Regions from separate parts of the Sus scrofa genome. Here regions 1 and 3 are each linked to region 2. The links are chromatin contacts, called in public HiChIP or PLAC-seq maps. All regions are on one chromosome and are shown on one strand. Each heading gives the region's core, a stretch centred on a gene start, on an enhancer-like site or on the middle of the called end of the contact. The rest is flanking DNA. Distances are from core to core; before and after follow the strand shown.

What was found. HiChIP or PLAC-seq counts read pairs in DNA pulled down with a chosen protein or histone mark.
Region 1: an H3K27ac HiChIP or PLAC-seq map of alveolar macrophages shows a contact between it and region 2. The contact joins the promoter of SLMAP here to the promoter of HESX1 in region 2. A contact is called at or near these places in 1 of 5 promoter capture datasets (fetal liver) and 1 of 2 datasets of contacts at active chromatin or transcription factors (alveolar macrophages).
Region 3: a contact with region 2 is called in an H3K27ac HiChIP or PLAC-seq map of alveolar macrophages. The contact joins the promoter of PDE12 here to the promoter of HESX1 in region 2. A contact is called at or near these places in 1 of 5 promoter capture datasets (fetal liver), 2 of 47 Hi-C or Micro-C datasets (fetal skeletal muscle and heart right ventricle) and 1 of 2 datasets of contacts at active chromatin or transcription factors (alveolar macrophages).

What each region holds. Positions count from the first base shown.
Region 1 is chr13:39,570,455-39,573,501 of Sscrofa11.1, reverse strand. It overlaps SLMAP (sarcolemmal membrane-associated protein), which reads right to left and starts at 1,572. Exons shown (of 21, transcript XM_021069059.1): 1 at 1,448-1,572; 2 at 1-1,245. The coding sequence starts at 137.
Region 2 is chr13:39,087,345-39,090,259 of Sscrofa11.1, reverse strand. HESX1 (homeobox expressed in ES cells 1) reads left to right here and starts at 1,334. Exons shown (of 6, transcript XM_021069007.1): 1 at 1,334-1,415; 2 at 2,606-2,718. It overlaps APPL1 (adaptor protein, phosphotyrosine interaction, PH domain and leucine zipper containing 1), which reads right to left and starts at 1,103. Exons shown (of 22, transcript NM_001134966.1): 1 at 1,050-1,103. The coding sequence starts at 1,103.
Region 3 is chr13:39,394,236-39,397,155 of Sscrofa11.1, reverse strand. PDE12 (2',5'-phosphodiesterase 12) reads right to left here and starts at 1,639. Exons shown (of 3, transcript XM_001926462.5): 1 at 208-1,639. The coding sequence starts at 1,515. DNAH12 (dynein heavy chain 12, axonemal) reads left to right here and starts at 1,890. Exons shown (of 75, transcript XM_021069807.1): 1 at 1,890-2,160.

The sequences.
Region 1 (3,047 bases), core at 323-2,822, 480 kb before region 2:
AAGGTAGCATTATTCTGTGCTGGTCGACAACGGGCCACCGAGCGGCCGATTTTAATGGGCTCGTCCAGGTAGACATGACGCTCTTGAAAAGGGTGTGAGTTCGGGCGGCAAGTGAAGATGGCCAAGGCTGACGGCATCGAGGACAGACTGGGGGTGTCTCTCCTACTAGGGACAAAGAGGAGGTCCACCGGATCCGGACCCTTCACAAGCCTCTACCCCTATCCCCCACCAAATTTTAAATTAAAACAAACTGCACATTGTCCAAGCATAACCAGTGAACATCAACAACTCTTCACTTGGGTGGGAAGACGAGTCAGCGCAAGCCCCATCACCTCCTTTAAAACCCAGCAGTGCCCTGATCACACCAAGTCCCCAACTGGTAGCTTTCAGTCCATCTTCTTCCCTGGGAAGAAAAGGCTCAAACATTGGACAGCTTCGGCCAAGAAAACTCCTGGAAGACAGTTTGGGGACTGGAGGTATCCAAGCAGATGAGTCACACGCCAATTCTTGGGTTTTGTTTGGGATCGCGGCCGCTTTCCCCCCTCGGTGGCGGAAATGTTGCAGCACTGCAGCATGAAGGAAGGGTCGGTTCGTTGCGGCCAGAAAGGTCCTTTCAGGCGGAAGAAAGGTGTAGCTGAGCACCTCTGGGCAGCCACCGCCCGTCTTCGAGGGCCTCCGGACTGGAGGGACGAGAGGCGATGGGGCCAGCGCAGGGGTCTAGACGGCCAGCCGGACAGTCTGCATTGCCCCTCCCGCGAAGGCCGGCCGGGAGGTGGCACAGGGTCCCCGGCCCCGCACGAGACGAGGTGGCGGTGGCTGGAGTCCCTGGCACGAGGAACGGGGACCGGCGGGAGCTAGGGCAGCGGCCAAGGCGGGACTCCGGGCACCTGGCGGGCGTCCCCGCGACCAGGGCGGGGATCCGGCTCAGCAGGCGGGTGGTGACCGAGCGAGGCGCGACCCCGGGGAGGATCCGGGGTCTCGGCCCGCAGGAAGTTGGTCCCTGGACTCCTGGGCTCCTGGCTGCTCCTCAGCACACCGGCCACCTCCTTTCAGAGTCTCTCCCGCGAGGGTCGCATCTCAGGGACCGCAGCTGAAGCTCCCGACGGACGAGGAGGTGGGGGAGGGAGGCTGGCCCGGAGGTTGGGGGAGAGGCCTGGAGGCCCCGGGTTGGGTCCGCCGCAGCCTCCACCGCTCGCAGCCGGTGGGACAAGCTCAGGCTCTGCCCGACGACAGAAACTTTCCGACCTGGTGGGGAAAACATCAAAACAAACGGCCGTCAGCGCCGGTGCCCGCCCACCTCAGCCCTCAACCCCCTCAGCCCACCCCAACCAGCCCCCGCGACTGGCCACGACTCGGCCGACCTTTCCGCTGAGGGGCCGCGGGGACTGGGAGCCCGGACGCCAAGACGGGTCCAGCTTCTCTTACCGCCGCCGCCGCCTCAGCTTACCTTGCCAGCTCCGGCCGCCATAGTGACTCTGACTGAAACCTACCCGGTGCACCGCCACGGGAACGCGCACCCTTCAAGGGCCCTCCTACCCCTTCTCCCGCGCCGTAGTCGGGGCATCACGTGACAGACGCCGCGGAAGCCATGATGGTCAAGGGCAGAAAAGAGGGCAAGCCTTTTTAACAAGCCTCCGCACGCCATCTTAGTTAAGGGTTGGACGCTTCAAAACCGTGGGACACCTTTGCCACCATTTTGGTTATGGGCAAGAAAAAATTTGACCTGTTGAAGGTTTTCTAAACATAACGTGCCAACTTCCTACTTTGCCATCTTGGTAAGAAGGCGCTAGCATTTACTAAATTTTATTCACTAGAGTCCTCATTGAAAATATCAACGCCCAAGGAGACCAAGCCCATCCAAAGGAGCTGTTATTAGCATCCATCTTAGTTGTGGGCAGCACAGCTCCCCGACCTCCACCCCAACAGCCGCCTTAGGTGTGAACAACTAAATTCCTACAAGTCTCAGGATTTGTGCATCTGTAACAAGATTCATCCGCCCTCTTTAAAGTCTTCGCTATGTATCCTACCCGGAGGAAAAACTCTTTCTTAGTCCTTGCGTTCCATTTCAAATGACAATTCTTCTCACTGGGCCTATCTTATTTCCCAGGCCCCTAGCGCTGACTCTACCCCGAAATTAGTGCAACTTCTGAAAGTTTAAAATCATGTTTTTCCAGAGAGAGAGGTCCTTTGGAATCAATGATGGCGTCATTCTTCAGATTCCTTTGACAACAGGCTCCACCACTCTGTGACCTTGGGGAAGTTTCTAAACCTCTACGAGCTTCGTTTTGTCATCTATTACTTGGAGATAATAGTTAACGCACCTGTTGTGAGAATTCAAGGGAGTAATCTATCTGCTCATGAAAGAGTAAATACTATTCAATTCTTACATACAGGGTTTTGGCCCTGTTCTAAGTTCTGTGCTGGGCCCTGAAGACACATAGATGAACCAAATCTCAATCCTTGCCCTCTGAGAGTATACCTGGGTATTGTGAGATAAGGATAGGGAGAGGAGGGTTTCAAATAGAGATAACTTCACTTTGATGCAATCAGGGCTAAGATGAAAACAAGCACTAGCCACTAAAGGGGTCTTCTATGGGAGGTAACTGAACTCAAAGAAGGATGGTAGGAAAACCACGATAAACATGGTATTTGCTGAATGGTTTCGTAAATTTCCAGGAAGGTTTAGTGAAAAAAAGAACAAGGCTTTTATTTTTATTTTTTTGCTATTTCTTGGGCCGCTCCTGCGGCATATGGAGGTTCCCAGGCTAGGGGTCTAATCAGAGCCATAGCCACCAGCCTACGCCAGAGCCACAGCAACGCAGGATCCGAGCCGCGTCTGCAACCTACACCACAGCTCACGGCAACGCCAGATCCTTAACCCACTGAGCAAGGGCAGGGACCGAAGCCGCAACCTCATGGTTCCTAGTCGGATTCGTTAACCACTGCGCTACGATGGGAACTCCAAGAATAAGGCTTTTAAAATGGTAGAACAACGTGCCTGGCACATTACAGTGTCTCAAATATTTGATACATGATTGAAAATTACA
Region 2 (2,915 bases), core at 85-2,584:
ACAATATCCATGGCAGACGTATCATACAGGAAAAGGGGGATCTAGTCCCTTCCTCCCCTTCTTTTCGAGTCCTATTAAACTGTCAAAGACTCGAGAAATATGTGCAACTGCAGTTCTAAGGGAACAACATTTCAGAAAATTTTCTTCATTCTAAGTGGTAGCCAAACAGCAACATCATCTTAAACCCCTACTGTGTAAGAGACAGGCCTAGCGATAAGTTTCTCAATGCAAGTTACAGGCCCCACCAACATAACATGTTTTTACTATAGCTGATTTCATTCTTCAGTACCGAAAACATTAAGTAATGGTTATGTTTTCCTAGATTATTTTAAACTACAGCAACCGCACTAGCATCATCCCCAAAGCACAAAACACAGGGCTTTTATTTTGATGAGTTGATTAGGGCCAAGTCTGCAACGAGGGCGCAGCAGTGGTGGAGCCTCAAAGGCGCCGTCCATCACTCGGCGTGCACAGCCCGAGTGACAGCGGCTACACTCACCGCCAAGACACGGCCACGGGAGGCTCTGGGACCCGTGACCGGCTTTGCCCTCTCCACACCGGCAAATCAAGAGTCTTTCAGCATCTCCCCAAGAAAAACTATCCATTTCCTCCCCTAGCTTGGTCAGAAACCATGAAGTCTACAGGGTCTTTTCTGCATTTTCTCCGAGGAGGTTTTCGGGGGAAAATACCAGTATTGAGATTTATCACCTCACAAGACGGCGACAAAAAAGCACCTTCTGTCAAATACAAGGGAGCCCCGAGGGCGTACGTGACCGCCGGGCCCACGAGCCAAGGCGACGGCGGCTCAGTCGCTGCCCGCGGACGTCCCAGACCCCGCGCGCGGCTCTCGGCTTAGGGGCGCAGGCCGAGACGGGCCTCGGGAGGACGGCTCTGGCTCGGCGGCTCCGGGCGCGGCCCGCGACCAGCGGGAACACTGGGGGACGGCGCCCACCTGGACCAGGGCGGGCACCTGCGGCCGCGTAGACGCCAGGCCTGGGGTCGGCCGGCCCCGCTCCTTCCCTCGCCGCCCGCCGCTGCCCGCGCCTTACCTGCGGGCTGTCCTCCAGCGTCTCTTCGATGGGCAGCTTGTCGATCCCCGGCATCGTGGCGGAGGGAGGGAGGGAGGGAGGGCGGCGGCAGGAGACGCGGCGACCGCCCACAGCTCCCTACGCCCGCCTGCCTTCAGCAGCTGACCCCGACCCGCCCTCTCTAGCTGGCTCTGCCGCCCTCGCCTGGCGCCCAGAGGCCTCGCGGCGGTGAGGGAAATCCCGCCCCCTTGGACTGCCTGCCCCACCTCCCCACTCGCTTATTGGTTCGCGGCGATGTCGGTCAGCGTGGGGGGTTGGAGGGAGGCTCCCCCGCGTTGAGCTCTGCGCAGATCACGGGCCTAGGAGACAGTGGAGTCGGTGGAGGCGGTAAAGGCGGCGCTGAGGGGTCGAAAGCGGAGCAGCTTGCACACCTCGAGCACCTACCCTGGCTGCTCGCGTAGGGGTGTGAAGTGTAGTAGACAGTCTTCCCCGTGCGTCCCTAGGAACCTAGAGTGAGGACCACAGTCGGGAACCTAGGGCAGTTTTACGTATCCCCCACCATTTTTCATCAGAGACCATGAAGGAGGCCTCACTGCCGGCGCCTTCTTTAGTTTCCTTAAATTATAATTTTACAAACCCTGCCCCAAGCTTCCAGTCTCCCTTCTCCAACAAAATGGTGCTGGCTAACTCAGATGTCTGGGAGATCTGAAGTTGTGTCAACCTGACTTCCCGGTAATTCTTGGACAGTAGAAAAGATTTTTTTTCTGGGCACTTGGGTATCAGTATTTTCAGTTAAGAGCACGCCTTTGTTGCTAGTTCATCGGTTCTTACCTGGCCTTGAGAGGCTGACACGCCGCAATTCAGACTTTATTTATTTACTTTTTTAATCACAAATGAAGGCATCTCTTGAAAATCAAGGTACACTGGTTTATTATGTTAATAACTGATTCGCATTTCTGTTAAAGTTTTGGAAGAATCTTTAGATCGCTTCTTCAGCCTCTAATTTTTTTAAAGGAGAGAAAAGTGAAGCTCCACTCTAGAACTTGATCTGTATTAGATCTGCCTCTTTATCATTTTTCCCAACCTCACACTGCCTTGTTTGTTCTTCTGTAGGGTTATAAGAAGCCATACAGATTCTTTTAGAAAAATCATTATACAGAGAGAATGGCAAAATCATTAGTGTCTTGTAAATATCTAGCCATTCATCCCACCAATCCATTCCATTTTCATTCAAGAAATATAAAAACTATTGAATAAAGATTAGTTACCTGGTTCCACAAATAAATTAGAACAAATCCAGATAAACGAACAAATCCAAACACAGTAACCAGATTGGAAGTTAAGCAGTTTTAAACTAAAATGTCCCACAATCTCATGATAGAAAAATAAAATCGGGTTTTAAATATTTACCAGGAAGTCTTGCAGTATGGTTTCACAGAGTTATCCTTAGTGTTACAAGCTTTCAATAAGGACTCTCCTTTTACATTTTTTTATCCACTAGTCACCCTCTAGAATAGATGATTAGTTTCTGAAAAGTGGTTTGCTGTCAGTTCTTACACGGTGTTATTGGTTCCCAGCTGCTTGGATATACCCAGCATCGTACCGATCTCAGCAACACAACTCTGCCCTTTGACATTTCTCCTCAGCACAGTGGCATGCATCCTGACTGTAAAGAAGGAAGACTTTGAAGGTAAGAAACATTCTTGGGTGAACTGTGATTAGATTATAAAAGAAGGAGAAGAAAGCTAGTTGCCGTTGATAAGAATCAGGAATAAGTGACAAGTGAAAACAAAGTGTAAGAAAGAAGAGTAGTTATATGGTATAACTGAAGGGGTTTGGCCAGTTAGCTTGGCCAAACCAAATAATTCCAATGAAAAAATTCTCTTA
Region 3 (2,920 bases), core at 390-2,889, 310 kb before region 2:
TGGCGCACTACAGGTACTCAATGGTATTAGCCCAATGAATCAACGTATGATTGAAGGCTAAAAAGTATGCGCTTAAGGTACAAGAGCAAACATCTTTCACTAAAACTTGTAGTGTTTTATTTCAACTATAAGCACCTCTGACCCCCGCCCCCTTCATGAGCCCTAAAAATGGATGAGTTTGTAAGCAGACTGGTAGAGTTACTTTACCTGAAGGACAGAAGATCTCTGAAGCACCTTTTCCTGCGCTGCTGGGTATAAAACCAGTTTCTCCAGCAGTTCTTTGTGAAGTGGGTCGGACTGCAGGGCCTCATGGAAAGCAATGTCATGCTGGCTAAGGAGGCTGAACTTGGACTTTCGGTAAAAAGTAGCGAGGCCTTCATGCTGCTTGATTCGAAACACGCCCTCCAGCCCAAAGGCCTCGAGGGCCGGCACCAAGCTGTCTGTAAACACGTCGCGGTCAACTTCCTGCAAACAGATGAGGTCGGCGTTGTAGCCCGTGAGTTCCTTTTGGATAAGGTTCTGGCGGTAGTCGAGTTCCAGGGCGTAAGGGGCACAGTACGGGTACAGGACCGTCCGTGAGAACTCAGTCTGGGCATATGTGTCGGCCAGAAGGTTGTAGGAGACTGTGCGGATGAGGGCGTCGTCAGTCACCTTCTTCGTGTAGAGATGCCGGTGGTCAAAGGTGCACGTGCCGGGCCCGGCCTCCACCGAACACACACTTTCCAATTCTCGGCTTGGTCCGAAGCGCTGCCCATTGCCTGGGGTACAATGAAGTTTGAGCCGTAGCCCGATGTCAGCATTGGACGGGGTGTAGACGCGCTCGTTCACACCCGTCTCGGTCCAACCAGGAGAAGGTGAAGAGGGAGACAATGACGAGGGGCCTCCGCCCTCAGGCTCCACCGCTGTAGGTTTGGTTTCCTTGTACCAGCGGAAGAGGGAGCCGGCGGGATCCCCAAATTCGAGGCCGAGCTTGGGGCACACCGGGAAGCCGGCCATGATGTAGCGCGGCAACTGCAGCTCGGTGAGGGAGGGCGGGTTGCGCTCTACCTTGTATTTGACATCGCCGATCTGCAGCACCGCACCGTCCTGCCAGGCGTCCACATTGAGCACGTCTTCAGCCACTGCCTCCTCCCGGTAGTACAGCTTCACTACGGGTTCGCAGGCTGCAGCCGGCTCGGGCCCAGACCCCGCACAGGCCCCACCGCCGCCTGCGTTTGGCCGGTTCTTCCTGCTCTTCCTGGCCGCGGCCGCCTTAGCGTGGCCTTTGAGAGCATTAGTAGCGATCCGGCTGAGGGCCCGACCCAGCGGCTCGCTCTGGTCGCGCTGCATATTCTTGTGGCTACCGTCGGCCAGAGCGAAGGACAAGCTAAGCTTAGGCTCCGAGGGCACACAGCGCACTACAGCGCGCTCCATCACGCCTGCCGCGGTCTCAGTCGCCGCCTCAGCTCGACTGTGCCGCTCCACCGCCGTGCGGACCCCACGAAGCGCGGCGCGGGCGCCTGGGAGCCTCCACATGAACCTGGTGGCCTAGCGGCTGACGAGACCTGCGGCTGAACGGCCGCTAAGCGTCAGGGAGAGACAGAGGAGCAGCAGCCACCGGCTCCAGGACCCATTCAGTTCCTCAACTTCCGGCCGGCGAGGAGAGTGCGCACGGTGCTCTCGCCCCGCACTTTCGCCAGGCCTGCTAATCTGCTAATTTTCTTCCACAGCTACGTCTGCCTCCAATCCATCCCAGCTTAATTTTTATATCTAACTCTAGCTATAAGGCTAGAAAAATAAAAACATGGAGGCTTCAGAGGGGAATATTAGACTTAATGGTTTATCGAAAGTGCAGTTAGCAGGCGGAAGAGAAGGCGCGCCCAAGCTCAAGTGGTTGAGGCGGTGTAGCGAGTTTCGTTTCCCCGAAGGATCCTGGCGCCTTATCTGGGCTCTGACCGCCTCCTTTCTTGTGCTGCCTGGAGCTGCCCTGCGCGAGGGCGTGAGGAGATCCCCCTGGACTGCCAGCCCGGGTTCGGGCGTGGAAAATATTTCTCAGTTCCTCTCCTCACTATTCCCGACACTGCTAACCCTCTTCCGAAGTGTGGGTTTGCCTCAGGCCCAGTCAGCGCCGACGCGCCCAGCAGAGTTTTTGTGATAGCTAATAACCAGGAACGATAAATAGTAAGTTCCAGTTACAGATGTGAGGTCCGGAAAGATTAAGTTACCTGCTCTAGGTCAAACAGACTTTGCTGAATGAATGACAGGTGACAGGATAGCTACTGGGTAAGAGGAAATGGGAAGTGTAACTTCCTTGAAACCCACATGAAAAAAGTAGTTCAAGAAACAGATTTTGTGTTGAATATAATTAATATTCTATGATTTACTGAAGGGGAAAAAACCCTTTAAGATTCAGAACAAGTTGAGAATTCTCTCGGCAAATGATCTGTGTCCACTTTCCTTCTACAACTAGAGTATTTATTTATTGGGTATCTAAAAATAAACTACACATTTTCTTCTGGATTACAGTGAGGAAAATAAGCCTTTTCTACAGGAAGGATGAATTTTGCTGTTATTTGAAATTTATATACATGTCCTCCCCCTCTCCACACAGCAAGCATTTGACAAAGTGACCGAATACTGGTGATATTTATGTGATCTAGAGCTACCTAGTAGGGTTAAAAGTCACTACATTATATCAACTAAGTGCCCTAAACAAGTTTCATTTCCCCAGTTTATAGTATCCACGTTAGCAAGTATTTTAAAATGGCGTTTTTCTTATCTCCAGCATTTTTCTTCATGCAACTTAAGCAGAACTCAATCTTAAATTATTCAACTTAAAGAATGATAAAAGCTGTATTAGAAAATGTGACTTTCCTTTAAGCAAGCTGATGTAATTGAACTCTTGCAGTCTTAATCCCAATTTTGAGACAGATGCCTTGAA